Linked DNA regions of Mus musculus: all the other regions are linked to region 1. The links are chromatin contacts, called in public Hi-C, HiChIP or PLAC-seq and promoter capture Hi-C maps. All regions are on one chromosome and are shown on one strand. Each heading gives the region's core, a stretch centred on a gene start, on an enhancer-like site or on the middle of the called end of the contact. The rest is flanking DNA. Distances are from core to core; before and after follow the strand shown. Region 1 holds the start of Srbd1 (S1 RNA binding domain 1). Region 2 overlaps Prkce (protein kinase C, epsilon). Region 3 has its middle 21 kb from the start of Six2. Region 4 holds the start of CJ186046Rik (a long non-coding RNA gene).

Evidence for each region. Promoter capture Hi-C pulls out the DNA fragments that hold promoters and counts their contacts. A called contact is a pair of places that touch in the nucleus more often than the background predicts. HiChIP or PLAC-seq counts read pairs in DNA pulled down with a chosen protein or histone mark.
Region 2: a contact with region 1 is called in a Hi-C map of the 63-12 cell line, with 2.9 times the contacts expected there. The contact joins the enhancer-like site here to the promoter of Srbd1 in region 1. A contact is called at or near these places in 2 of 39 promoter capture datasets (the C10 cell line and embryonic stem cells), 3 of 15 datasets of contacts at CTCF or cohesin (CD8 T cells, the NIH/3T3 cell line and pro-B cells), 51 of 484 Hi-C or Micro-C datasets (the 63-12 cell line, the AML12 cell line, the Ba/F3 cell line and 38 more), 27 of 115 datasets of contacts at active chromatin or transcription factors (the 230-238 cell line, the HPC-7 cell line, the NIH/3T3 cell line and 20 more) and 5 of 9 other capture datasets (adipose tissue, embryonic tail, liver and 2 more).
Region 3: an H3K4me3 HiChIP or PLAC-seq map of stem cell-derived neural progenitor cells shows a contact between it and region 1, with 5 times the contacts expected there. The contact joins the enhancer-like site here to the promoter of Srbd1 in region 1. A contact is called at or near these places in 9 of 39 promoter capture datasets (the 3T3-L1 cell line, embryonic stem cells, frontonasal cranial neural crest and 5 more), 18 of 484 Hi-C or Micro-C datasets (the Ba/F3 cell line, MC3T3-E1-derived osteoblasts, adipose-derived mesenchymal stem cells and 10 more), 11 of 115 datasets of contacts at active chromatin or transcription factors (T-cell acute lymphoblastic leukemia, astrocytes, craniofacial prominence and 5 more) and 1 of 9 other capture datasets (embryonic stem cells).
Region 4: a contact with region 1 is called in a promoter capture Hi-C map of embryonic stem cells, with 2.7 times the contacts expected there. The contact joins the promoter of CJ186046Rik here to the promoter of Srbd1 in region 1. A contact is called at or near these places in 1 of 39 promoter capture datasets (embryonic stem cells), 11 of 484 Hi-C or Micro-C datasets (MC3T3-E1-derived osteoblasts, brown adipocytes, embryonic stem cells and 4 more), 14 of 115 datasets of contacts at active chromatin or transcription factors (astrocytes, craniofacial prominence, embryonic midbrain and 4 more) and 1 of 9 other capture datasets (embryonic stem cells).

Annotation. Positions count from the first base shown.
Region 1 is chr17:86,142,968-86,149,879 of GRCm38.p6, reverse strand. It overlaps Srbd1 (S1 RNA binding domain 1), which reads left to right and starts at 4,705. Exons shown (of 21, transcript NM_030133.3): 1 at 4,705-4,759.
Region 2 is chr17:86,442,503-86,449,964 of GRCm38.p6, reverse strand. All of the region lies in intron 2 of Prkce (protein kinase C, epsilon), which reads right to left. It overlaps Gm30284 (a long non-coding RNA gene), which reads left to right and starts at 4,978. Exons shown (of 3, transcript XR_877087.3): 1 at 4,978-5,472. Within about 2 kb of position 1,949, at least 1 of the 459 cell types and tissues checked has an H3K27ac peak or open chromatin away from gene starts, as enhancers often do. A contact at or near this core is called in the 63-12 cell line, where this site is marked.
Region 3 is chr17:85,663,339-85,670,464 of GRCm38.p6, reverse strand. It overlaps a transcript of Six2 not described here. Among named protein-coding and RNA genes, the nearest start is that of Six2, 21 kb to the left of the region's middle. Within about 2 kb of position 5,299, at least 30 of the 459 cell types and tissues checked have an H3K27ac peak or open chromatin away from gene starts, as enhancers often do. A contact at or near this core is called in the Ba/F3 cell line and stem cell-derived neural progenitor cells, where this site is marked.
Region 4 is chr17:85,686,849-85,694,073 of GRCm38.p6, reverse strand. It overlaps CJ186046Rik (a long non-coding RNA gene), which reads right to left and starts at 5,580. Exons shown (of 9, transcript XR_001782258.2): 1 at 1,356-5,580; 2 at 1,006-1,105. It overlaps Six2 (sine oculis-related homeobox 2), which reads left to right and starts at 5,820. Exons shown (of 2, transcript NM_011380.2): 1 at 5,820-6,681. The coding sequence starts at 6,122.

The DNA of each region.
Region 1 (6,912 bases), core at 3,456-5,955:
AACAGTCTCCTACTGGCTGCCTTAAGTCAAGATGTAGAACTTTTGGCTCCTCCTGCACCATGTCTGCCTGGATGCTACCATGCTTCCCTCCATGATGATAATGGACTGAACCTCTGAAATTGTAAGCCAGGCCCAGTTAAGTGTTTTCCTTTAGCGTGGTCATCGTGTCTCTTCACAGCAGTGAAACCCTAAGACAACCAGTCTCCTGAGAATGCTAACCAGATCCTTTCTCAGTACAGTTGAGCTCGACAACTTTGTCCCACTGCCTTCTTTACCCTGAAGTTGTGCCACAAGGCAAGGAATAGTAATCCGTTGTTCTGCTTCGATTAGATTCCTGTTTCCAGAAGAGCCCTTAAGCATCATCCAGGGAGAGGGTGTGAGGAAGAACACAACCCCGAACTGGTGTCAACTTGCTAGCATGTCACGCTATCATGATTGCTCAAACGTGATGAGGTGACCACAGGCAGTGACCAGAAGACTCAGCCATGTCACTGAGACACCACTGCTGATCCATGCCTGTTGATGGTATTTATACAAGCAAATAGCCATCCCCAAAGCCATTTTGAAGGTTATGTGCACACATAGGTCGTATTAAAGTGGGAAAAAGTTAATCTCAGTAAACCTGAGAAGTAAGTATAGTTGAGGTCGGGCCTCAAGCAGTAAAACCAGTGACTACAGGGGAGGGGAGGGATTCACAAGGCCATGGTTTTCCAATTCAATAGAGATGGAATCCAAGTCAATGGTGGTTGGGTGTGAGTGAGGGTAGCATCCAGGGCAATTTGCATCAATTCCTGTTGGCTTTTTTGGTTCACTCTTATTAGCTGGCCAGGGCAAACTAAATCGAACTTTAAGGCTCAAGAGTAACACGAACAACCTCTTTGGTTTATTCAGCTGCAGTATAGACAAAATTTCTAGACTTGGAACAGGCCTAATTTCACATAAAGTTACTCTTTAACTTGATTGGTAATTTAGGACTGGGAATGTGATGTTGGTCACACATGCATGATGGGGCCTTAGGTTCAGTCCTTAGCACTGAAAATGAAACAAGAGGTTGCTATCTTAACATGTAACAAGTCCCAGGTTCCTATAGCTAGCTTCAACATTAAAGCATAGGAATTTGTCCCAATCTACAGAAAATGGAGCTTTCTGTAGGGGGATGGTCTGGTGTTCTTTGTATTCAAATGCTAAATTCTGTACCCCAAGATCTGACTGCTTCGAGTCAAGCAAATCTTCATGCATACCAGCTTTTGTTGTGTTAAGCGTATTTAATAAAGATGCCTGCAGCCTGGATGGGCAGAAGAGAGGGGCCAGAGCAAAGGTTCCATGAAAGGAAGAGGAGAGGAGGAGAAAAAAGAAGTTGCCATGGGGTAGGCGATCGATGGTGAGTGCATGGCCTGTTGGAGCAGGAGTGGCCCATGCAGAAGCTGCCAAGTGATATCTCAGGATCACTGACAGGGAAGTAGGGAAAATAGCACAGAGGGTTGAGATCTGCCCAGCTCTAATGCTTGAAGGTTTATTATAAATACAAAGGTTTTTGTGTCTTTTATTTGGGAACTATATGTTCTAAGTAGTATGTTAACCACAGAGCAATATTAACCACAACAGTTTTCTTGTTTAAATACTAGACTATAAATACTGCTCCTACCTTTGCTTGCTCTTTCATTTCAATCTGTACAGTATATCACTTGAAGCAGTCTTCCATTATTATGATTTATAGTGGTCTTGTCTCTCCAGAGAAACAGAGCCGATATGATTGACACACAGAGAAGCTATGATATGACTGATACATAGGCAGGTAGATAGGCAGGCAGGGCCTATCTATCATAGGCATTGGTTCACACAATTATGGAGGCTGTCCTGCACCAGTCCATCTACAATCTAGACAACTGGGGAAGCTGAAAGCGTGGCTCACTCTAAATACAAAGGCCCCAGCATTTAACCTGAGAAACTGGAGAACAAGAGGTTCTAAGCCCCAGAATTCCAAGGGTAGATTCTCCGGAGTCCAGCATCTGAGGGCAGGATAAAAGGGCTGTTCCAGCTACAGAGCTCAGAGTATCCCCTTCCCTTCACCTTTTTGTTCTGTTCAGGCCCTCAAACAACTGGACAACACTCAGCCACATCATATGGAGATCCCCCTTCGTCTAATACGTTCAAATGTCAGTGTCCTTGGGACAGGCACAGATCGATAAAGCCTTTCCATCCGGTGGGTGACGGTTAACTCAGTCAGGTTGATAATCTAAAACCAATCATCATTCTAAGTGATTGACACTAAGGACAAAGTTGTTGGCTTACATTTTTAAAAGAATAGTAGGTTTTAAAAGAGGCCCTGTCTTCTGCGTGTCAGGAGCTTCACACATGACATGAACTGCAACCCAGAATTGGAGGGCACACCTGTGATCCAGACCTTGAGGCTGGAAGACACAAGTTTCTGACCTGGATCTTGGCATGGAGATCTTGAGGCATAGTGGCCATGAAAAGCTTAGGCCCAGGCAAGGTAGTACACGTCTTTAATCCTAGGAGACTAAGACAAGGAGAGCTCTGAGTTCAAGGTCAGCCTGGGACAGAGGAGAGCTCTGAGTTCAAGGTCAGCCTGGGACAGAGCAGGTTCCAGATCCAGGTATGGTGGCACACACCGTCATCTGGGCTACACTTTCTGCTGGAGGTGTAGAAGGACATTGGAAGAAGGAAAACCTCTTTGACTACTTGAGTACTTGTCAGCACAGCTGCTGGAATCTACTTCTACCGAAGACGAGCTCAAACAACTAGCCGTGTGGTGCTGAGCAACCACTAGATTCTTGGACTTCCCATCCATAGTGGCCCATTGTGGTTTAGTTGGACTACAGACTGCAAGTCATCACAATAAAATTCCTTAATATATAGAGGCATTCTATAAGTTCTGTCCCTCTAGCGAACCCTGAATAACACAGATCTTTTTGTGTGTATGTATGGGTGGACATATGTGTAGGTCAGAGGACAACTTTAAGAAGTTGGTTTTCTCTTCCCACCATGTGGAGTCTAGCATTCAGACTTAGTGACAAGCGCTTTGACTCACAGAGCTGTCTTGTTGGCCAATTCGTGGGCTCTGATCTGTGAAATTATGTCAGAGGGAATCTTATATAGCCCAGGTTGGCCTCCAACTCACTATTTAGATAAGGATGTACCTCTATCCCCCAAGCTGGGATTATAGGATCTGTTCTGCTTGATAGATGAAATTCTAATCTAGACTCACAAGTCTTGTTTCTCTAGTTTAAAACCTTATTCTTATGTTGTTTCTGTGAGTTTCGTGGGGCTGATAAAAATGATAGCAAGGAAAGAGATAAGTAATTTTTAATTTCCTCTGGGAACTGATTTAGAGATGTAAATGGAAAGAATTTCTGGAGAATGATTTATAGATTTAAAAACTGGAATGATTGGGGGAAGGGGGAAGGTAGGATTCAGGTTATCACAGCGGGTTTAAGATTTGACTTTTCCAAACTCAGAAAGCAGCATGGGAGTTTTCTGCGGTTTGGGGTATCCAATTTGATTTTCTATTCACTATGAGCTGACTGTGCAACAGCTTAGGCATTTGATGTGACCAAAAGAGACAAAACAAAAAGTAAACAAAAACCTGTCTCCTTGTGGACAAGGGTTATTTAAGCCTAATTTAATCAAAAGGTAGAGGCTATTTTTGGGTCAGAAGACAACTTTCTGGGAGTTGGTTCTCTTTACACGGGCTCCCGGGGTCCAACCTGGTTTATCATCTTGACAAGTATGAGTGCTTTATCAGCTCTGAACAAGGAAAACCCAGCACTGCATGTAAAGGAAACTGTGCCTAGGCTCGTTTACCAGGATTGTGCTCACTGCACTTTTCGGGACTCTGAATATGAGATGGGGCAAGGTTTCTGATTCTCCGGGAGAGCTGCATTTTCTCGAGTTAATGACCCAGTGACTATTATTTTCAGTGTTCTGGGTATCTTAACAGTTGGAGATGGGACCCAGGGAAACCCGGTTCAAAGGCAAAAAGCAATTTGCATAAATCTTCTTGGAAGTATCTAAGAGGCCTCGGCTTCCAAATGGATCTGCTTGGCAGTCTATCAAACTGCCTGAGACTGGAGGAAGAGGCTGATGACTCTAGCTAATGTCTCTCGTTAAGTAAGGTTCCCATGGGATGAATAAGGACTTAGCCAAGGCGGAAAACTTCAGACACTTTCACAGCGTGGTAGGGTGGAGGGAGAAAGAAAAAGAAAAGGGACGAGCTAGGTTTTGTGGCCTAAAAATACAACGCAGCGGGGGCAACGTGGCGAACTCAGACTGAGCTGGGCTACAGAGTAAGTCTTTTTCAAAAAACAAAACAACAAAAAACAATCCAAAACACAAAATGAAAGGATGGGTGAAAAGGGTGTAAAGTAGTCCAAGAGAGGTCTGTCAGAAAAGTGGAAATATAGAGGCGGACGCATATTTGCCAAATCTCTGCCCCTCCCCTAGGGTAGCGACAAACACAAATTCCCTGTGGACCAGAGGAGCAGTCTCTCTCCTCGCCGCCCCGCCCCCGCCCCCGCCCCCGCCCCCGCCCCCGCCCCGCCCCCGCCCCGCCCCCGCCCCTGGACCGCACCGGCTCAAGCCCCGCCTCGCCCTGGCCCCTGTCCTACCCCGCCCCGCCCCGCCCCGGTAGTGTGGCTCCAGTAAAGTAAGGCGGGACTTCCGGCGTTTGAAAAACTTCCGGCGGGAACCGGAAGATTCCTCAGCAGAACTCTCTTCTCCAGATTCGCCAAGCCCGAAGGTGAGCTTTGTGTCCACCGTAGCGGCAATGCTTCCGGGCCGGCCGTTTTCGCTTTTCGGCCGCGGTATTTATGAGTGCTCGTGTGGGAAAGAATTTTTTTTAAATGAAGATTTTCTGTCTTTTAGCACCAGCGGTCTGTCACACAGTCTACACTGTACATTCTCAGCACTGTCACCATAGCGCGTCCTCTGAACCGGCTGGTAGCGCGCATGGCAGGCGTGAGAAAGCCAGGGCCACTTTGTTTGTTTGTTTGTTTGTTTGTTTTCACCCCGAAGAATCGGAGCTGAGGGAGGAATCGCTGTCAGTCGTGGCGCGCCGGGATCACGCGCCTTCCTCAGAGGTGCCCTGGGCACAGAGGAGGCGACCGAGCCATGGAGGGAAAGGATGACTGAGAACTCTGAGCAACTTTCCTCAGTCTTCCTTCCCACGTGGCAGCTTGACGTTCTCCTGTGCCCAGGGAGGCGCAGGGCGGCGCAGGACGAGCCTTGGTACCCGTGGCTCTCAGTTGTAGGACTTTGCCTCACACCTCTATCGTTGGAGCAAACCGTTCCATCCCATGGAGTCTCAAGATTCTCATTCATAAAAACACAGCAGGGTTCTCTCGTAGCGAAGGCTAGCTGCTGTCCTCCTGCTAGATGGCTTGTTGTTCTTTGTTTTGTTTTATCTCTTGAGGGTCTGTGGACATGTGAAGCATCTTTTTTAAAATCCCCTCAGGGAAACATTTAGATGCCTTAAGAGTTGTCTCTTTTTTTCTCCAAGAACAGTGGCTCTCCACTGTGGGTTGAACAATAATCCTTTCACTGGGGTCGAATATCAGATACCCTACATATCAGATATTTACGATTCACAGCAGTAGCAAAATTACAGTTATGAAGCAGCAGCGAAAATAATTATGTGGTTGGGGTCATCACAACGTGAGGAATTGTTTTAAAGAGACTCAGCATTAGGAAGGTTGAGAACTACTACCCTAGAAGTTTAAATGCTGTTTCCCCCTTTTAAATATTGGTGCGCACCAGTATTTTTGTGGGTTGGGTGCATCTTAACATGTGGGCTAGGTCACCTAGAAAGATCCTTTTGTGACAGAGTATACCCAACCCCAGATCCCTCAACCTTGGTCCTAAAAATTTTAGCACTCACTTTTCTTGTCCACGTGTCCTTTCTTTTCATTCATTTTTTGTTCTGTTTGTCTGTCTGTCCTTTCTTCCTTCCTAACTTTAAAAAAAAATGGAGACTGAAGGATAAATTGACTTGATCTCAAATGCTTGGGACTTACTTAATAACATGTTAATGTTTTCACTGTGGGTTTTGAGTCATGGCTAGGGACAGTTGCATGTTCTACTCTTGTTCAATGCACTGAAGACAACCCGCCTTTGCTTTCTGTAGAACTTTCCAACTGGCTTTTTTGTAGTTTAAATCTTTCTTAGAACATGGGTTTGCTCCCAAGGAAGGCCTGTGGTTAAATCACTTCAGAGGAGCAGCTAGTTGTCTCTCTTCCGTTTACAGAGTGAAGGCAAGTTTTCCCCTGACCTGGTTTGAATTAGCACTGTGTCAAACACCAACTTCTTATTTATTTACTTAATTATCTATACATAGGATCTTACTATGTAGACCGACCTGGCTGGAACTCTTAGAGATCCTCCTGCCTCTGCCTCCCTAATGCTAGGGTTAAAGAAAGGTGTGCCACATTTCCTATTCAGCCCTTTTTTTTTACATTTTATTTTTATAATGGCAAACTGTTCATATGAAGTCATATTTTCCTGTTCTCATAACCTGTCCTGTCCTGTCTGCTGCTAAGAGACTGTTCTGCTGGCCTTTTGTTTCCTTCTCCACACAGTCTCCCTCAGTTTTGCACTCACAGGACAGAGATACTGGGACATCAGGCTCCTCTTTGTGACAACTGCTTAAGTATTTCTGTGAAGTATTACCTCCTTTTATAAGTGTGTTAGAGCCAAGGTTTACAATATTCCTCTGGTCCAGAGACTTGTTCTGAACATGCTAGTCTAATGCATTTTTTATTGTTTTGACATTCTCTAGGTAATAAATGTTATCAGTTTAGTAGACTTACTTTTTTGTTATATTATGTGATTCCTCTTGTCATTTGTCTTATATTTTTTAACTGCTGAGCCTTTGACTATGGTAAATATTTTTAGTGG
Region 2 (7,462 bases), core at 700-3,199, 300 kb before region 1:
AGTTATATCCCATACACCTCACAATTATTTAAATCATGTTCTTTATATTTGAATTTTTAAAATTTGTATGCCAAGAAACTCTCTGAGTGTCTATGCCACCCTACAACCAGGCATATTTATGCCTAGGTGAAATGGAAGGAGCCACATACTGGCACATGGCATGGTCTTGATCAGGTAGTTAATATGAGGAAGAGGGCATGTTTGTGTTTTTTCTGCAAGATGCTGAAGGAGTGTGGTAGCTGCCAGAGTGTTTGGTGAGACAAGCTGATGCTGGGACAAAGAATGGTGCTGACCTGTGAGCTTGCTGAGTGCCCTGACAATGGCGACTGGGAAGCTGTACTGGACATCTGTTCCTGACCCACCTTTGCTTGCCCATATCCCAGATTGGACAAGCTGCCTTGCTGCAAGCTTTTAGACCTTGTGGGACAGAGAACGTGGAGAATGTGGAAACTGACTTAGAAAAATTAATCAAAAGGAGAAGTTTATAATGGCTCTTCTCTTTGCTTTAATGTGACCAGCTATTCTGACTCAATCATGGACTGATCTAGAAATCAATCCAATATTGGAAATAACAGTCTTCATTTAGAAGGCTGATGCTGGACATTTTCAGAGACATATTTGGAAGTTAGCTGCAGTTCTTTATGAAGATATGCTAGCAATCGATAAAATTGGGACAGGACCTGGATTGAACATGTTTTAGTGCGTGTGTTAAGGCTCCCAATCTTTTATTAATTGGCCATGTTAAAATAACTTTTGTATTTAATGTGAGTTGTATTGATTGTACACATTCTCGTTTTGTTAATGTGTTGAAATCTGACATGCCTATTATGGTGGTTTATCAATCAGCTTTTGTTTTATTGCCTGTGAGTATGACATGACCTTGGTGCTCTGAAAAACGCTTGCAAATACTGAAAGAAGCGAGTCAGGCTTTAAGCAGAAGCAATAGGATAGTGGGCTTGATTGTTGCTGGCATAGAAGCTTGAATTGCACTAAAAGCTAGCACCACTGCTTCTGCTATTGCTTTGATGCAAGAAGTTAAAACAGCTACATTCATTTAGCAAAAAAAATGTTACTAATATTCTGAGTATTCATAAGGATTTAGATAGGCGTTTGGAACATTAGATTGATGCTCTTTGTGATACTATTCAAATTATTGGGGAGGAAGTTCAGAGTTTAAAAGGAGACATCTCAAGTGTCATGCTAAACATCAGTGGATTTGTGTTACTTTTAAACTTTACAATGATAGTCAATATAATTGGGGAAAGGTTCGAGGATGCTTTCAGGGTATTTGGCATAATTCTAACACCTCTCTGGATGTTTTAACTTTGCATACCGAGATGATGATTTTGAAAAATGCTGCTCTGCTGAGCTTTGATGCTGCTAATATTGCTGATAAAATTATTCATGGCCTGAGGTCAATGTTTTGGTCAAGCTTCAAGGCTGGCATAGATAGCTTGGTCATGCTAGCCCTTCTCATCCTGGGAATACTTTTATTCCTGCCATTGTGATAAAACTTGCCTTTAACAACATCAATATTTTGGTGGCTAAAATACATGGCTTGGAACTAAAAATGGATCCCCATGTACAGTTATTAATTGAACAGGTTGGTAAGCCAAGAACAGGTAAGATTCTGCACGGAGCCTTACCAACCTAAGACAGAATAGCATTGGTCTGGATAATGCACTTTCCATGACGGGTAAGGAAGGCATTCTTGTCAGAACGACCTAAGATGGGTTATATGAAATAAAACCTGGGGAGATGTGCGTAGTCTTTTGGGGGACTGCTTCCAGATGCTTGGTGGGAATCTGACATCGGGCCAGGACAGAAGAAGTAAGCTCAAGCAAGACAGGAGTCTGACTTTGGTCAGGACTGAGGAAATAGGCCCAGATTATGAACATTTACACTTGAGTTAATGCAAAGCTCAGAGCAGGCTCAGCTGAGGCATGTGTGGCATTCCTTTTGTCTTGGTCATCCTGACTAGCCCCTAAAAATGGTGTTTACAGGATTTTGTTTATTGCCTTGCTTGTCCCTTGACCCAGAACTGATCTTATCATTTTGCATGTAATTAAAGTGGGATAAAAGCAGACTGGGAAAAAAAAAAAAACCTGCTTCAGCTTCAGAACTGGCTGGGGTCATGCTACAGTATTGTCTAATTGTCTCTTTTTCTTTTTAATCCCCACTCCTGCCTTGGAGAACCTGTTGACTGACTGAGCTGGCTTGGTCAGAAAACGGCTCTGAAAGTCTTAGACATCTGTCATGTCTTTTCAAGGAGAGCACGGCTTGAGATGGGGGAAGCCAAGCAGGTCACCTGAGGTCACCTGAGGCCAGCGAGACTGCACAGCCACACATCATACAGCGACTGGTGCAATGAAGCCAGAGGAAGACACACCTGTCTCCTGTCTGCCACTACTAGAGAGTCACCAAAACAAAATCGAAGGACCCAATTACACTTCACACTTATATATCAACTGTCTGTGTCTATACCCTCTCTGTTCATCACCTAAAGGCAGCCCACGGGACCAGACAGACAGGCTCAGAGGGCTTAATGCATGAGGTCTGGATCCCCAAGCTTTGGTATTTGTTTCTACTATTTTTTTTTTCTAGAAGAAACCACAGGGAAGAGGTTCAGCCTGGCACTTCCTCTTTCTGCCACGTGAGCTTTGTGTTAGATCTCACCAGGGCAGTGGGGTTAGATGAGGTCAGAGCTAGCATACAGGGAGCCTATGGTGCCAGATTCCAGAAACTTGCTTCAACAATACAGGCCAAGGGCAGAGAACTCAGTGAGTGACCAGAAAGCTGCATGCCGGACCCAACTGGGTGAGCAGGCTGGCCTGTGCCCACAGGGGTTCAAGATCTGTTTCAGTCCAAATGTTCTGGGCACTTGTAAAGCATCAAGAGAAAGCTGGCCGATGAAAAGAAAGCAAGTTTCTCCACAGTGAGGACATTTATTTGTGCACATGTGTATTTTGTTCTGGAATCTGCTGAGTAAGGCATGGCAGTGTGTTTGTGGTCCCCTCAGCCAGGAAAGGGTGGCCTGGGTGACAAGGACGGAGGCATGAGTCCCCACGTGTGCAAGGGATGCCAATCAGAGTCACATAAAGTTCACTAACTGTATCAACAGCTGCTGCTATGATTGGTGGGTGACAAATGACTTATCCAAAACTGTTCAAGAAGTCAAGTCACAGAAACAAGGAGGGGACTCCCAGGGACAGAATGGAGCAAATAAAAGAAATAGATTCCAAGTCACCCAGGACATACTTGGCTTTTATATGTTCCCTCAGTTGCTGGGGATATGTCCCTTTCACACTGTCCTTTCTCTATTCAGTCATCCTTGCTCTAAAAAAACCCACAGGATAGTGAACTGAGAGACAGAACCCTTCCAGCCAGGCTGTCCACACATCCCTCCATTTATGCAGCCTTCCCTGGAGGCTGTCTCCCAGCAGCCCTGCTCTAGGCAATGTGGACTACAGTCATCTCCAGGGCCACATGTAAACAGAGACAATCGTCCCTCATTCCTAGAATGGTTAAGAACAGAGAATTAGGGGCGGTAGAAGTAGAGGAAGACTGAGTCTGGGCCCTCTGAGTGGCATTAACTGTGAGTCACAGAGATGCCCTGTGGCAGGAGGGAAGCTCCCAATGGAACCTCCGTGTTGTGTCCAGATTCCTGTAGTCACCTGCTCAGCTTCAGTTACTGGTGTCAGGAAGAGGTGGGTATCTACCCTGCAGAGTCAGTGAGCTACTGTCATTAAGAGCACACAGAAGGAACTCAAGGATGGGGACTGTCATTACAACAGTGACATGCACCCCAGAAGAGTAAACCCAAGCCACTGAAAATGTGGGGCCTGTCAGGTCTTGTTACCCATAGCGTGTAGCCTGAAACAGGAAGCAGTAGGTGTTCTATGCAGGCCAACAGATGCAGTTAAGGCTGGACAGTCACACGATTCGCTACAACACCTGCGAATATGTTTTTATTTAAGTCCAATTATAGAACTATATGCAAAATCGGGTTGGCTCTCCATGTCTATAATCCTAGTACTTGGGAGGCTCAGGCAGGAGGATCCCTTTGCCTTCAAGACCAGTCTGCGTTCCATAGGGAGTGCCATGCCAGCCAACGCTCCAGAATGAGACTATCTCAATAAAAAAAAATCAAAACCAAAAACAAAACAGATACATAAATTAAAGGGAAATGTTTGAAAGGAGTTGAATCTTTTTCCCCAGTCATTATGGACAGTTTTTTGTTGTTGTTTGTCTGCTTTGTAAAGCACATTTTTAAGAGTCACTGCCAAATAAGCCTATAGAAACAGCCTAATTTCAAGTTCTCTGGAACTTGAAATGTCCAAGTCTGACTCAGGATTAATGTGGAGATTGCACGTTACGACTTGCAGGTGTTTGTAGATGCCCGTTGCAGCATGCACATATGAGATCAGCAGAACTTGTGGGTTTGGTTCCTGCCCTGTTTAATAAGAACAGTCTGTGGTTTGGAGGAAATCTGTCAGAACTAGGAAACAGCCTTCCCAATTCCAGTGGAAAAATCTCCCCAAGCTAAACGTGGCTGTAGGATGCTCAGCTGCTAAGATATAACAATGAGGCATGCAAGGTGCCACAGGCCTGTAGCCCCAGCTCTTGGAAGGCTGAGGAGGGAAGACCACAGTTCAAGGTCAACCTGGGCCCCATGGTCAGTATGTAGTAAGAACTTTCTGAAAGACACATAGAGGGGTAAGGGAAGGGAAAGGACACAAAATTCAGAGAAGACGCAAAAGGAAGTGAGTCCTGCCGCTGTGGGGCTGCATTCCCCACAGCACTGTGAGCTTACAAACCTGACGACACTTCCTGAAATTGTCCACCAAGTCTGGCCACAAGGGGGCATGAGAGCCAACGTCTTGGCTTTTGTTTTTATGCCTGGATTCTCTCAACAGAAAACATGTTGGGGGAGGACCCAGAGGGCAGAGGCACTCACTGCTGGGTGAGTCCTGTGGCTCACTGCCACCAAAGCAGTGACTCAGGCGGTTCATCCTTGGGTGTTTCAACACCATTTGAGAGCCGGTCCAAAGGTTTCCCTCACTTTCTAAGCACACTCCCGCTCTGCCCTGGGCACAGTTACTGCATTATTACACAGGGGGAGGGGAGGAGAGCACAACAAACACCGTTTTCAATAAATTAGCATCTTAAGCAGACACTAGCAGAGCCAACCCCTAAGGAGTCTGTGGTGGGTACAGAGCACATGCCCATCTTCGAGGGACAGGTCAGGACGGTGCCCTTGGCATGAACGGTGGGCATTGCTGGCCCTCAATGCCTACCTTCTCAGGTAAGAACCAAGCCACATCTACAGGGCTGCAGGCTGGCTCGTGGACTGTTGTACCAGCTCATCGGCAGAGAGAGCCTTTCGCATGGTGGATCTGTCCTCTCAGCAGCACATGTGAAGACCCCTGAGACCTTGAGCCTCACCAGGTATCGTCAGGCACCATGGCAGAGGTAAGGCAGCCTCATCTTAAATCACAAAATGTTTCCACCTGTCCACTGACTGACCCAGCAGCTGGGGCAGGCTGTCATTTCAAGTTCAGTTATGCACTGACTTTGTTGAAAGATTTTGGGGGAAATTATTATTTTATTTATAAACTTGGAGTTGTATATGAATTTTGAACTATTAATATTTCTGTTTGACTTTTGGATGAGATGTTACTTCAAAGATGTTCATAGCTCAAGGCCCCTCTCGGAGGAGCCTTCCCTCTGCCTCTCTCATTTGTCCAGGCCAATAAAATGCAATTCATTCAAAGGATGATGGAAAATAACCACTTTATGTACTTGAACTGACAACATACATTCAAACTCGTAACATTTATCTGAAAACAAAAGCCTGCATGAACACTCATTTAGCAATACCACGTGGCCACGGGCTTCAAGGCCTCTGCTTTTGAGCTCCACACTGCCTCTCGTAGACAACAGAGCATGTGTGACCTCCAACGTTAGTATCTCTGTGGTGATGCTGATAGAGTGACGTGAACTCACACTTGTTGACACTCATCACCAGTGCTTCCAGTACCTCATTGTTCTCTTGCCCATAATTCAGTTTTGTTAGCAATTCTTCTCGAACCCTTCTTCACATTCAACTCAGTTTTCATAGAAACACCACTCACACTCATTTTATTTTGTAAGGTTAAGTCACAATTATGTGATCATTGTAGGAACAGTAAACACAAGGGACTTTTGACAAATATCCAACCAGAATAATGGGACACTTTGCAGGAAGGAGAGTGTGCAGGCAGTTACACTACAGCCAAGGGCCTGAGAGAAGTCCTCGGGTATTCCAGGAGGAATGGGGTGCAGAGTGACTACCCCAGCAGCTGGCAGCTTAGGACAGCAGTGGCTACCCTGTGGTGGAAAGGCCTCCAAAGCTGCAGATTCAGCCTTTGTAAAACAGCAAAACTCTAACCCACTAACTACAATTTAGATGCAACTGTCACGAAAAAAAAAATAAGTGTGAGCTGAAATGGGATGGCAGTTCAGGCCTGTAAGCCTAGCAGTTGGGAGACAGAGGCCAGAGGATTAGAAGTTCAAGGCCAGGTTCAGTTATTTACTGAGTTTGGGGGCAGCCTGTGCTACGTGAGTCCACGTGTCAAAACAAAACAAGAGAAATAAGATAAATGAAAAAAGGGGGAGGAAGGAGGAGGGGAGGGTGAGCGGAGGGGTAGGGGGGGAAGGAGAGGGGAAGGGAAGTAGAGGAGAGGGGAGTGAAGAGGAAGAGGAGGGAGGGAAAGGGGAAAAGGGAGGAGAACAGAGGGCAGGGAGAAGGATAGGGGGGAAAGGAGAGGAAAAGGGGAAGGCAGGGCAGGAGAGGGATGGGAAGAACAGCAGGGAGGGGAAGGGAAAGGAGAGGGGAGGGCAGGGCAGAAAAAGAGACAGGAGGGGAGGGGAGAGGAGAGGAGGGGGAAGTGGAGGGAAGGGGAGGGAAGAGGGGAAGGGAGGGGAGGTGAGAGGAGGGGAGAGGAGAGGAGGGGAGAGGAGAGGAGAGGGGAGGGGAGGGGAGGGGAGGGGAGGAGAGGAGAGGAGAGGAGAGGGGAGGGGAGGGGAGAGGAGAGGGGAGGGGAGGGGAGAGGAGAGGGGAGGGGAGGGGAAGGGAGGAGAGGGGAGGGGAAGGGAGGGGAGGGGAGGGGAGGGGAGAGGAGAGGGGAGGGGAAGGGAGGAGAGGAGAGGAGAGGAGAGGAGAGGAGAGGAGAGGAGAGGAGAGGAGAGGAGAGGGGAAGGGGAGGGCAGGGCAGGGCAGGAAAAGAGACAGGAGGGGAGGGGAGGAGATGGGAGGGGAGGGGAGGGGGGAGTGGAGGGATGGTATATAAAAGAAGGAAGTGCTTCCTCCAATCTCTTGATCAAAGGCAACAAGAGCAGCCCAAGCAATATGCTGTGCTACAAGCAGCTTAGTTACCCTGGGGTCAAAACGCTACCCCAAGTAAGGAAGAAAGGACAGAGC
Region 3 (7,126 bases), core at 4,050-6,549, 480 kb after region 1:
TCTCTTCCTTCTTGGAACCTGGCAGCCCTTTTCCCTCTTTGATTTGCATAGCTTTTCTCAATATTTACCCAGCCTCCACTGTTAAGTCTGAGAACTCCTAGTTCACAAACGGACTAAAAAAACTGCCTCTGAGTTCCAAGTGCCACTTTTTAGGCAACTGGGGCGGCTGAGCGGGAAACAATGTTACTTCTAGATCCCCCATGAGAGCTTTTCAGGAAAATGGAAGTCACAGCATACCTGTGCATCAGGAAGAGGACTGCTTCCAACCACATAAATGGCTGAATGGATTTGTCTGGACACAGGCTTCCAGAACCGTCCCATTTTCACCTCAGGCTTCTCTGAGGCTGAGCTGCTGGGAGCAGACTTACTTCATCCCCTTTCATCCCCTGGGAGACTCTGCCAGAAGTATTCTATCTAATTTCCGTAAGAGACCTAGAAGGTGATGACGCTCAGATCACTAGATCTGTGAAGAGCAGTATGTTCTTCTAGAAAGTGAGGGGTCAAGAGAGTGATCCAAGCCAGGCATGGTAGCACAGGAATTAACTCTAGCACCCAAGCATAGCAAATTCCAGATTAGCCTAGACTACATGTCAAGACTCCATCCATTACCAGAGAAAAACAGAGAGAGAGAGAGAGAGAGAGAGAGAGAGAGAGAGAGAGAGAGAGTAGGAAATTTGGGATGATCCTTCCACAGCCCATGACCACAAATTCAGACAAGTGATGAGCTGCCTGGGGGTGGATGGTAGCTAGGTTTCCTGGGCTAAGACTGAATAATGACAGTATAGGTTATGGCCAATCGTTCTTTGAAGACATTGAGTAGTCAAGAGACTCAGTCATCAAGTGTGATTTGATTGGACAAAACCATAGAGTCTATCTGATGCCCCAGGTATCAAAACCAGGGCTGCTTTGCAAGTGTGTGTGGGGCCGGGGTGGGGAGAAAGGGGGAGAGGGGGAGGGGGAGGGGAAGGGAGGGGGAGGGGGAGGGGAAGGGGAAGGGAAGGGGAGGGGGAGGGGAAGGGGAAGGGAGGGGGAGGGGGAGGGGAAGGGAGGGGGAGGAGAGGGAGAGGGAGGGGGAGGAGAGGGAGAGGGAAAGAGGAAGAGGAAGAGGAAGAGGAAGAGGAAGAGGAAGAGGAAGAGGAAGAGGAAGAGGAAGAGGAAGAGAGAGTCTTCCCTGAGGGGTTCATGAGCTAGTTCAAAGTTGTAACAGGAGGGACTTTGAGTCTCTTCCTCTGTAGGACACTGTGGGCAAAAGGGAGCACAGAGCTTGGAGAGGGGGCCATCATAGGCCCACAGAAGTTCCAAACAACAGGAAACCCGAGAGAAAGTATCTGTTCCCATGCACAAGGCTCTCTCTGGTGCTGCTTCAAATATCACCTCCTCTGTGAAGCCTCCCGGGTTCCTCCTGCTCCCACTCAAACATCCTACGGTACATTCACTGTCTAGTTAGCTTCTGGAGAGCCTCTTCCCTCTGCCTCCCACCCAGCCGCAGGCTGCTGGGGTTACAGGTGAACACTACATGCAAGGCTTCCTGTGGGTTCTAGGGATCCAGATGGAAGGCCTCGTACTTCCATAGAGAGCACTGCACTCCAAGACATCTCTCCAGTCCTGCTTTTTGGTTTTGTTTTGGTTTTGGTTTGGTTTGGGTGTTTTGGGTTTTTTCTCTCCAGATAAGATCTCACTAAGTAATCCAGGCTGCCCTTGAACTTGAGATCTCACTAAGTAATCCAGGCTGCCCTTGGACTTGAGATCTCACTAAGTAATCCAGGCTGCCCTTGGACTTGAGATCTTCCAACCTTAGTCTCCTGAACAGCTGGAATTACAGGCCTGTACCGCCAGACTGTACCCATTTGATTTACATATTTTAAATACATTGTGATATTGCACACATTATTAAGTATATAAAGAGAATTAAAAGTATGACCCATTAAAATGTAGCATAACATTTTCATACCTTACTTCAATAGTAAAACAATAACAGTAGTACATAGAATTTTAATTTTTTTCTCTGACCATATTAGGATTCCATGTTTTTATCTCAGCATATAAGCAGACAGTTAAAGACGTGCAAATTGGGGAGCTGGGGAAATGGCTCAAGGGTTACGAGCATTTATTGCTTGTGCAGAGGGCCCAGGTTCAATCTCTAACACTTATATGGTAGTTCACAACCATCCAACAGGCATGTACCTGTGCACATACACATATGAAGGCAAAAAATTCATGTACATAGAATAGAATAAATATTTTTAAAAACAAGTGGGGTTTTTTTTGCAGTAATTTGGAGTTTTACATTGCTTTGCTTGTATTAATGGTTTAGTGTTCAAAATAAAAATTGTAAAAAAAAAAATTCGATATCTTCTTAACAGTATGGATATATAATTTCATTAAGACCAGACTCTCCGGGTACCTATAAATGCCAGATCCTTGTAGCATGCTGCTCATGAATAATTAAGAGCTTCCTGCTGACCTATTGGGGGCACCCAGTGTTCTCTGGGCATGTCCCATAGGATAACTATTGAGAGCTATCGATGCTGAGATACCGCCAGAGGTAGGTATGTACCAGCATCAACCCACACCTGAAAACTAGTGAAATATTAGTCAGCTTTCTCCTAAGGTGGTGGTGGTGGTGGTGGTGGTGGTGGTGGTGGTGGTGGTGGTGGTTGTTGTTGTTGTTGTTGTTGTTGTTGTTCTTCTTCTTCTTCTTCTTCTTCTTCTTCTTCTTCTTCTTCTTCTTCTTCTTCTTCTTCTTCTTTTGATTTTGGTTTTCTGAAACAGGGTTTCTCTGTGTAGCCCTGGCTGTCCTGGAACCCACTCTTGATCTGTAGATCAAGCTGTCTCAAACACAGAGATCCACCTGCCTCTGCCTCTGCCTCTGCCCCTCTGCCCCACTGCCCCTCTGCCCCTCTGCCCCGCTGCCCCTCTGCCCCGCTGCCCCTCTGCCCCGCTGCCCCTCTGCCCCTCTGCCCCTCTGCCCCTGCCCCTGCCTCTGCTTCTGTCTTTTCCTCCCGAGTGATGGGATTAAAGTCATATGCTACTACAGTCTGGCTCAATTTAAGTTTTAAAAGGAAAGTTAAACATAATGGAAGATGTTTTCCTTTTGTTGCTGCTGTTTGGTTTTATAGAACAAGGCTCACTCTTTAGTGCCTGCTGCAGCTTTGGTATGCCTCTTGCTAACACAAAGGTACTTCTGTAGCCTGAGTCTCGACTCCTAAGTATTTAGTGAGGTTGTCTATGATCTTAACAAAGGGTGCACGTAGCTTCATTTTGTCTTGTGGACATGCTGGTGATGGAGCCTAGGGCCTCACATGTCCTATCCATCCAGGCTAACGGAGATTTGAACAGATAAGAGAGACTAGACTTAGAAAGTGTGTAACTTCAAGCAGATACAGAAAACGTAATGTCAATTAAATAGTATGGCTTCAAAACATAGTGGCAATTGGCCTCTTGCCCCATCAGGAGATTGGATCTACCTTCTTTCTCCTCCAGTCTGGGCAGGGCTTTGAGTACTTGGACAAACAAATTGCCGTTATAATAGGGCCGTATGCCTTCTAAGGTTAGGGTGTGAAGGTCATGACGGATTATTTGCTGGGATGGTTGTTCACGGAGCTTAGTTACCGCACAAGATACCAGGCTACCCTGAAGTCTCGCTGCTGGAAAGGCGGAGCTGACTTCATGCCTGACCCTTCTAACCCCTCATCAAGGTGCCAGAAAAGCAAGAGATAGTGTCATGGATTGTCCCCCAGCTCACTAGCCAAGAAAATACCACCACATGGCCTTTGTTGATGCTACGTGGAACAGGAGACTCTGCCAGGCAAGAGTGCCCTGAGTTCCTGTGTCGCAAATGTGTGAACTGGAAGTCTGCAGGTGTATAGTCACTGAAGGTGGGGTGAAGCTTGTCACTCAGCAGTGGACAGCCAGACAAAAGCAACATTTTTCTTAAAATCATAGGTTGCAGAAAATGGACGGGCATCCTGGCTCACGCCTGAGGTCTCAGCACTTGCATTTCTAGCTCCTCAAGGCCACTTTTGGAATATTGTGAGCTCCAGGCTGACCTGAGCCACAGAGTGAGACCCTGTTTCAAAGAACAAATAGAAATGATTGTATCCACCAAGTCACAGCGGGATTTTTTTTTTGGTCTTTGTCTTTTTGTTGTTGTTGTTGTTGTTGTTAGTTTGTTTGTTTTTTTGTTTGAGGATTGTGGTTTTGGTAGGTTTGTTTTGTAGTGCTGAAGATCAAACCTGGGACCTTTGGCTAGTGTATGCTCTACCACTGAGCTATATGCCCCATTACTTCCCTATATATGTGTACTAAGATTTGTGGGAAGGCACAATGTGTGGTTAGAGGAGTGTTGAGAGGCTGTGCAACTCGGGGGTCAAGAGAGTGCCCAGCACAGAGCAGTGCCTTCCTTAGCACCAGAAAGGAGAGGAAGGAAGGAGAGGAAGGAAGGAGGGAAGGAAGGAGGGAAGGAAGGAAGGAAGGAAGGAAGGAAGGAAGGAAGGAGGAGGGGAGGGGAGGGGAGGAGGAGGGGAGGGGAGGAGGAGGGGAGGGGAGGGGAGGAGGAGGGGAGGGGAGGGAGGGAGGGAGAGAGTGAGGGGAGGGAGGGAGGAAGGGAGGGGAGGGAGGTAGGAAGAGAGGGGAGAGGGAAGGGAAGGAGGAAATGGAAGCCCGATTCCTTGTGTAGGTCTTATCAACTGTGTAAGTCACAGAGTTCTTGTGACCATTAATAATGGACCTGAACTGTCTGCAGTATCTGCAAACTGGAAGGTCTCTGTGGAGTCTTGTCTTGGACAGGCAGTTGATTTGGGTGAATTACCTCTGCCAGTCTCAGAAAGAGGCTGTCCTACTTCAGTACAGCATAGATTCAGTACAGCATAGGGTTAACAGGGATTCATCTTCCCAAAGGGTGCTCTGGGGTACAGCCCCGCATGCTTGCTACTTCTGCAGGCCTCTAAGACTGAGAGTCACCCTGACAAGCCAGGCTCCTGACCCGGTTGAAAGTAAGTTCAGATTTTAGAAGCTGATGCAGATCATTGCGAAGAGGCAGATGAATCCCATGATACCTGAGAGCTAAAGCTATGGAAACCACAATTATTTTTGATTTGCCAGAATTTGTGGTTATTCGGATATAGAAAGGCAAATCAGTATTTCTGACAAATTTTCAGGGGTTGTTTGTGATTCTCACATAAAGTTATAGAAATAATGAGGGTTTGGGCAAAGTTTTCCAAAGAGTCCCAGAGCTGCCTCCCATCCCTGGGTTGCAAACCAGCGCCTCCCATCTCGCGCAAGGCGACGGGGAAGCTAAAGAGATGGCTCCACCTGCTGGAGAAACATAGGCTTGGCGTCGCTCCTCTTAGACGTTCTGTTCCTAAAAAGTCCCGAAGCTAACCACAGAGACAAAATCTGCAGAAGGCTGGCATCCTGTCCGGATGGGAAACCACCATTCTGCTTCGTGTTCTTACAGCTCTCGCAAGCCTCTGCTTTGGGGGTGGGGGTGGGGGTGGGGCGAATCGCAAGCCTGTGCTCTGGGGGTGGGGGTGGGGGTGGAGAGGATCTCAGAGTTTAAATCTACAAGCTGACTGGGATTATAAAAGAGGAGTAGAAGAGAGGTGGCGCACTTCCCCACTCCACCAGCTTCTCCTGCCAGAAGGAAGAGGCATGTGACAGAAATGGACCGATATTTCCTCCCATGCAACACCGAGGAATCCCGACTGCCTTATGGCCTCGCTCAGTGCAGACTGCATTTGAAAGCCTCTGTAATGACACTCTTTAAAAATGGTTCCCTTCTCTAGGGATCATTAGAGAGTTATTAAGGCGTCTAATTATTCCCTAGTGCTAACAAAGGTGCCAATAAGCAGACCAAGTTTTCTCATTTTTATGGAGGTAATTAGAAGGCCAATTATTTTTTTATGTACACAAAAGAGGGGAATCTTAGCCGCTGCCTTTGCAGCAGTATCTGACCCTGTACTTATGACAGGAGAAACAGACCACATTCCATTATTTAATGAGAATTGGGACTGAGGCAGAGTCTAGGTCAGATTTGAGGAGCAGAGGAGGAAATGTAGTCACAGAGCCTTGTATAGGACTCCGGTAAGTGGTTATTTTAACCACAAACTCTACTGCAGATCCTACATGCCACCTCCCTCTGATGTGAGCCCACAGCAGAATCCCAGGAGGTGTGCACAGGTGTACACTTCTGAACCATGGCCAGGGCTTCCTGGACTGTGCATTTGGGAGAAGATTTTCCTTTCTGATAGGAGATGCTAAACCACCTGGGGACCCGGCTTTGTGGGTCAGTGTTCTAAAACACTTGAAAGTGCCGGGTGCTGCCTTCCCCCACCTAGGGAGCCCCAATAGAATTGTAAAGACATTTTCTTTGGAGAAAACTCTTCAATCATTATTTTAAAGGGATTTAAGGGGTTCTAGCTGCTTACCTGTGTTCTCCTGGATTTCTTTAAGGGAAATATTTATGTCCTTCTTAATGTCCTCCATCATCATCATGAGAAGTGACTTTGGATCTATATCTTGCTTTTCTGGTGTGATGGTGTATCCAGGAATTGCTATGGTGGGAGAACTGGGTTCTGATGATGCCAAGTAACCTTGGTTTCTGTTGCTTATGTTCTTAGGCTTGCCTCCTGCCATCTGTTATCTCTAATGCTACCTGCCCTGGCTATGTCTGACTGGAGCCTGTCCTTCCTGTGATCCTGGTTGTGTCAGAACTCCTCTGAGTCAAGCTGTCTCTGGGATACTGTGATTCTGGGATCCTGGGGTCCTGAGATCCTAGGTATATCTGAGCTCCTGGGAGTCAAGCTGCCTCTGGGACCTTGAGATCCTGGTGTGACCAAGTTCCTGGGATACTGGGATCCTAGGATCCTGAACGTGTTAGAGCGCCTGGGAGTGGAGCTGCCTCTGGGTGTTGTGGGGCTGGCTTCCCAATTTGAGCCCAAAGTTCTGCTCAGGGCACTGGCCCAGACAGACCAGAAGGAACCCATGCACACTGGTCTGGCAGAGTTCCTGCGTGCCAAGGTCCCAGTGGTCCCAGTTACTCCTGGTGTTGGGGACAGATGTTGTGTCCTCCTCACCTCTGATCTTCTTATCCTGGGCCCTTATATCTTTATCTTTACTGGCTCCC
Region 4 (7,225 bases), core at 4,331-6,830, 460 kb after region 1:
ACATCATCCCATAAGAATTGGCCTGGGGATTTTAGTCTTAATTCAAAATGACAACAAGGTATTGGATTTCCAAGGTAAGAACAATGTTGGCTTTTTCCAGGTCCCCTTCAAAGTACAGAGCTTGGTGGAAGCCCTGTGTTGCTGGCTGCCTAGGGAAACCATCTGGGAGTAGACGCTCATCCAGGTGCTACCCAAGTGAGATTGCCAACAGCGTAGGTCACTACCTTGGGGGAGGGGTTGTCACTGATGAGTGGGGCCAAGGCATTATGATTGCAGGTAATAAAAAAATAGATACCATGTAAGAAAGGAATGTCAAGCAAGGAATCCCTAGCCCCATAGAGTTTCTCACAGGCAATGGAAAGAAGAACAGGAGAAGGAGGAGGAGGGCTCGCTTCTTCCAGGAAATTTAATCTACCTTCTGTCTATAGAGAATTTTTGAAAATTGAGAAAGTACAACTAAAGACTGAGCACGCGCTCACACACACACACACACACACACACACACACACACACACACACACCTATTAAAGTCACTCAGAAAACTTTCCTGTGACTGGAGAGAATGTCCTGATGTTGTAGGCAATGAGCCCTGTATTTTCAGTCTGTGGCTTCCTAGGCCATGACACTCCAGCTCTGCACGTTGGAGGAGAACACCCAGCTCATTGGAACTTTTCCCTACAAACAAAATGGGAGTTTTAAAGAATATGCTAGGATTGTAGAGCAGAAGGTAGGAGGAGGAAGCCATCGACTGGCCTAATGGCTTTCCAGTTGTCTCTGTCAGTCAAATCCCTGGGGTCATTCAGGCATCCATTTAAGCAAGTCCTGGGAGCCCAGACCCTTCACGGGGAAACAGAGAAGGGGGAAACGAAACAAACAAACAAACAAACAAACTCGTGTGATCTTGTGACCACACGTACCCAGTAACGTGGTGTGTGTGTGTGTGTGTGTGTGTGTGTGTGTGTGTGTGTGCGCGCGCGCGCGCGCGCGCTCCTCACTGACACATACCATGTATTGTTTCTCTGCCAGCAGTTAGACGGGGCAATATTATGAGGTCAGCGTGAGAGGAGCTTGAGATCCGTCAGGGCACAAGGCACTTCTTCCTCCTCTAGAAGCGTAGGGGAAACTGAGTAGATCCACCCTTAGACCTGAACTTGGGGACTTGACACGCCTAAAGTGTCCACAACAGACTACCCAGGAACGCACAGTCACTCTACTGTCCCGCGGAAAAACCACCCGGGGGTTCGATTTCAGCAGTTTCCTGCAAATTCCATGAACCAGCCTCTCGCCGGATGCCGGGCCCCTGCACCCTCGTCCCCCACCTCCATCCAAAGAGGCCCCTCACAGGTTGCAGATACCTCCGAACGCTCACCAGGCCTGAGCGGCGACCGCAGGAGGTCACCGGGCCCGTCGTCGCAGGAAGGTAGCCAGGCCTTGGTAGTCACCTGAAACGTCGCCTACTGCTGGCACCTCCCAGGCGGATCAGCTGCTTTGAGTGCCTCCAAACGCTCTTCGAGCCTGGAGCTCTCTCTTTTCGTTTGCACAAGATCCCGGGTGTGGCCGCTTCCCCCAAACCGTTTTCTAAAGTCAGTCCTCCAGACTGCCTCGTGGGCCACAGGCTAAAGGCTCGCAGATCAGAGAGGACGCCCTGGGATCCCTGCTGCTCTGATCCATAGAGCCTGTTACAGTCACAGCCACGTGCGTCACAGGCGACAACACGATTTAAGCCCTTTCCAGAGTGACTTTTCACGGAGTCCAGGGCCCTGCAAACTTGCCCGGGCTCGGGGTGTTCTGGGAACCGCTCTGAGAACTGGAACAAGCTGTAAACCAGCGCATGATGCGGTCTCGCACGTTGAGCAACACAGAAAAACGCGGGGTGTCAGATTTTGCAAATGCTCGGAGCACTTGCAGCAACACCGCAGACCTGGCGGCTGCCTTAGGTAGGCAGGTGGTGAGGCGCAGAGGGACGCAGAGCAAGCCAGTTTCTACGGCTGGCCCGCATTCAACGAAACGCACTGCTCAGGCCCAAGAAGACTGGGAAGAGTTGGTGGCGGAGAAAGAACAAAAGTCAATGTCCAACGCAGCACTCTGACCTGCAGAAGCCCGGACGTCCCATCTCTAAGCGTCGGGTGCAGAGCATCATAGATCAAGCAGCGAGCGGCAGAGCCGGAGTCAGTGCGGGAGATTTCTGTAGTCTTTATAGGTTGGGCAAAGACTGGTTAAGCACAGGGCACAGGCTCTGCTTCTCTGGTTTCGCACGTAGAACCCACTCCCCTTTTTTCTTTATTGAGTCACAAGGTTTGTCCAGAGCGAAGGTCTGTTGGTCCACTGGCCTTGGATATAGGCAGCAAGTCCTTTTTTTTTTTCCGATTCACTTCGAATGGCCCCAACCCAAGCCGAGAAATTCCTTGGGTCACCTATGGACCTCACAGAATTGCGGTGTGCCAGATGTCCTCCGGTCAATGGGTGCAGTCCGTGGTGGCCTTTAGGATCCATCCTACCAGTTCCTGCTAATCTCCAGGCACAAAGCCCTTAGACCATTCCTGCCCAAAATACTAGGGCAAAGAAATCCTGCGGGTGTGGGCTCATGGGGAGCACCCAATACTTCCTTCCAGAAAGTCCGATGCTCCTAGGGAACTTTGTAGAGCAGCTCGGAGCGCAAGGAGACATTTCAATAAAAACGCAAATTCCCAAACGTTTGCAAAAGTTTCCGCCATCCTGGCCATAAAGTACTCTGCCTATACTGGACTTCTAATGCAAGTGGTTGTGGGGGTGTAAGGCTAGGTGGAGGGAAATGCACAAGGCTGAAAGCTGGGGTCAAGTAGAGACCCAAAGCACTTGGCACTCCAGGCCTCTTAAGCAGCTGCTCAATGCGCTGGAACGGAGTGCAGAGCTTGTCTGAGTGTCACGCTGCTGTCTATCAAATCCCTACCCAGACAGCCTATGCTCTGTCCTGGTGCAAATTCTGGGAAGGAGGGGCCAGAGACTGCTGTGTGTGAAGGGACCCTAGCTGAGATTCTAACCTTTTTAGGGCAGGCATCCAGCCGGCCCCCTGCTGCCAAGAGGTTCTGGCCCAAACCTGCTAGAACTGGTTTGTGACAGAGGAAGGAAGGGATAGGTAGTATCATATCACACTCCCGCTTTGGGTAACGGGGCTACAGTTTGTCTATGCTTGCTGGGTAATGACTTTTCATCGGGCACCCTGGGTGGCAGGTCCCTCCTCTGCTCTGCTCTGCTCTGCTCTGCTCTGCTCTGCTCTGCTCTGCTCTGCTCTGCTCTGCTCTGCTCTGCTCTGCCTGCTGCTGAGTGCTGCCTGGAGGCCCTAGGCAGGATTGGTGGCCTGGGGACCACAAGGGAGGCAGCACGGGGATGTCCAGAATTGTGGAGCTCTGGGATTCAGAAAATCTGCCTACTGTCAGCATTGGCAGGACCCAGTCCATCAACTTAAAGCCTCAAAGGCTCATGGAGGGGCAGGTTTGATGACATGAGAGATCATCTTTGTGATGTTAATACTCTCAAACCTACTGCAGGCCAGCACTGAGAGGGGCTGGGGAGAGCACTGAGGCCCCAGCTAACCGGGAAATGGGCCCAGAGTCTTACACCAGGAAGTGACTAACTGGTCTAGCACCCAACCAATGGATGTCTTTCCTTCTCTGGCCTTCTTTTATCAAACAAAAACAAAACAAACAAACTGTGGTGGCTGTGACCAGAGCTGGGATCTTCTGGTCGGCTGAATCCTTTAAACTCTGGTCACTCTTAGCAGCAAGCTGTGCTCTAGAACCTCCGGGCAGTCTGGGTAATATATTTCCCAGGTCCCCTGGAATCCTCAGAGCTCACTAAAGGGCATCCATGTCAAACAGGGCAGCCTGAACACACTAGAGTCTGCCCTACCCACAGAGGAAGTCCACAAAGATGACATCTGGATTTCTGCAGTAACTTGTTCAGGTGCTGGCTTAGCACCAACTTAGGCAGTCTTCTGTTTTCAACTCAAGATAAAGGACAGGGCTCCCAGAGCTAAAGTCTTAGGGAAAGCCACAGTGCTCATCTCTCCCATGCTTACATCATCACAGAAAGACTTGTGGCATTCTGGAGCAGAGGGGAAGTTTGGGAAATGATGCTGGATCCTTAAATAAATAAATATGTACCTTACCCATAAACAACCAGCAACCAGAAACCAACGCTTAGGCTCGGGACTCCATTTTCAATATCTGCCTCTCCATCGCCTTAGAAAGCTGACAGGGTTGTTAACAAAACGAGGTCTAGAGGTTTTAGCATGGTCTGTGCCTCCTTGGATCTTGGCATTGAATGTCACTAGGAGCTTGCAGCTGGGTGGGAAAGGGCGGAATGGATGCCCAAAGGACAAGCCTTGCCAAGAAATAAGCCGTGGGCCTTTCAAACTCTGGAAACTTCAGGGATGTCCCTGACCCCACCCCTCCAGTGCACCCCTAACCTTCTATTGCTTGGATTTTTCCAAAGGACCAGCACTTCGTATGTTCTGGGGGAGTTCTGACAAAGAAACAAAAAGCAGGGCTCCTCCTACCCACTTTCTAAGGCCAATCTTGCCGGAACTTAGCGCTGGGTTCTCAGGCAGAAGAGACCAGGAACCCGAGCCCAGAAGTAGGGAGACAGGAAGCTGGTAAATCCAGTCTCTTCTGTGCACCTCACCCCCACCCCGGGAAGTGCGACAATTACCCTACACACGCTGCCCTGGGCTCCCCGGGGCAGTCTGCGGGTCTATGCGGGCTCCCCTGTTTTGTGTCGCCGCCCTTGCAAGATTCAACTTCCGTAAAGGCCACACGAGACTGCCGGGAGTTTCTCGGGTCCTGGGCCCCGTGGGGTTAAGTCTGAGTCCCCGCCTGGCGAGGAGCAGATCGCGCCGAGTGGGGGCGGTACCGGCCGCGGGGCAAGCAGCCTGCTGCGAAAGGAAGGAAAGGCGGGATCCTCCGGGAAGTTGATTCTCAGGCGTCCAGCTGCGGCCACTGCCAAATCTCTGACTTCTCTCCCCACCTCCTCCCCCTTTCCCTAGGGGATAGACATCTCGGGTCCCGGGTTTCTTGCATGGGGGTGGGGTGTTGTCAGCTAGAAAAGCCAAGCCTTTCAGAGGCCCCCTAAGAGAATCCAAACTCTCCATCCCACTGACCTCCTCCTGGGTTAGTGTCTCTGCCTGTCAGCTGCGACCTTCCGAGCGACGCAGTGACCCAGCCGGAGCTGGAGCACCTGGCGAAGCCTGGGTGAGGCTGTTGCGACGCCTCTTATTTAAAAAAAAAGGGAGGGGTGTCTCACACTTTTTCTCTTGAAGGCTCCTTCTGTCCCCCTCTTTTCCTTTCCTGAAAGGCACCCCCTTAAACGGTCCTCCGCCTTCCCTTCTACTCCCTTCCTTCCCCACTTCGGTCCTCCTCTTTTCTTCGAGGGCCCCCACCCAGCCCCCTCCTTCGGGGTCCTCCTCCTCCTCTGCTCTTTGGGCGTCCGCCCCGTCAATCACCGCCGTCTCGGGGCCCCAGCCCGGCTCCTCTCCGCCTCCCGGGCTCTGGGAGTGCCTGGGGCTCCCGTCTCGGCCAACCTCCGCTCTGTGCAGAGCCGGGGCGATCTGTCAGCGGAGCTGGCCGAGGGGGGCGGGGGTGGGAGCCGCCCGGGCCGCCGGGGCTCGGGTTACCGGTGACTGACAGCGTCTCCATGGCGAATAATTTGACTCGACTATTGTCTGGCGCGGGCAGGCCCCGGGTCAGATAACCCGACCAATCAGGGCGCGGGCCGCCGCGCCTCATGCCCGCTTAGAATAATATTATTAAAAAAGCTGCAAGCGAGCTAGACGGGAGGGAGAGCGAACGAGCGAGGAGCCGGCGAGCGAGCGGCGGGCGGGCGCGGAGCATGCGGAGCGGCGCCCCGGGCGGCCTCCGGGCTTGGGCGCGGGCGAGGCGCGCGGGCGGCGGGGGCGCGGAGCTGCGCGGGGCCGGCGGCGGGAGCGAGGACGGATCGTTGTGACTCAGGAGTCGCTCGGGAGCCGGCGCCTGGCCAGGGGGCCCCGCCCGCCTGTCGGCCGGCCGGGGCCGGCGGGGAGGCGCCCATGCGGGGCCGCGAAGCGCGGTGAGGGCGCGCGCGGGCGGGCGGGCGCGCAGCCGCCACCATGTCCATGCTGCCCACCTTCGGCTTCACGCAGGAGCAAGTGGCGTGCGTGTGCGAGGTGCTGCAGCAGGGCGGCAACATCGAGCGGCTGGGTCGCTTCCTGTGGTCGCTGCCCGCCTGCGAGCACCTCCACAAGAATGAAAGCGTGCTCAAGGCCAAGGCCGTGGTGGCCTTCCACCGGGGCAACTTCCGCGAGCTCTACAAAATCCTGGAGAGCCACCAGTTCTCGCCGCACAACCACGCCAAGCTGCAGCAGTTGTGGCTCAAGGCGCACTACATCGAGGCGGAGAAGCTGCGCGGCCGGCCGCTGGGCGCCGTGGGCAAGTACCGCGTGCGGCGCAAGTTCCCGCTGCCCCGCTCCATCTGGGACGGCGAGGAGACCAGCTACTGCTTCAAGGAGAAGAGCCGCAGCGTGCTGCGCGAGTGGTACGCTCACAACCCCTACCCGTCGCCACGAGAGAAGCGCGAGCTGGCCGAGGCCACCGGCCTCACCACCACGCAAGTCAGCAACTGGTTCAAGAACCGGCGGCAGCGCGACAGGGCGGCCGAGGCCAAGGAAAGGTACGAGTAAGTGAGCATCTGCGCCGGCTTCCCTGGTCCTGGGAGAAACGGGTGCGGGAGGATGGGGAGCTCCTGGACAGGACTAAATCGCACCCGGACCCCGGGTACCAAGCTCGGCCGCAGCTCAGGCTGGCTCAAAACAGCGCTTAGGTCTTTTCTGGAGGCTGAGCGACCCGGAATTTGTCTAAAGCGGGCAAAGCGGTGCGTAAGTTCAGTAACTAATTCCTCAGTCGCTTGTGGACTAAACTGGAAAAACGGCGAGTTTCAGAGAGGGCAGGGCTGTGGGCCTGAATTCCCTGCGAGGTAAGCGTAGGCTTAGGGCCTGATCTTCGAACAACCAAGGGCGTCGGGGATCAGGGGGTTTAGGACGTCACCTCCAGGTCAAAGAGATTTTTAGGGGTCAGGGCAGGGGTTGGAATCTCCCTAGTATTATCTGGGTAATGACTGCAATATCTATGCAAGGTAGACCTATTCCTTGTCTGGGCATAAGAGCTGGGCACAAGAGAGTTGGGAGTTATCCCGCGTAGAAAGGACCCAAAGATGT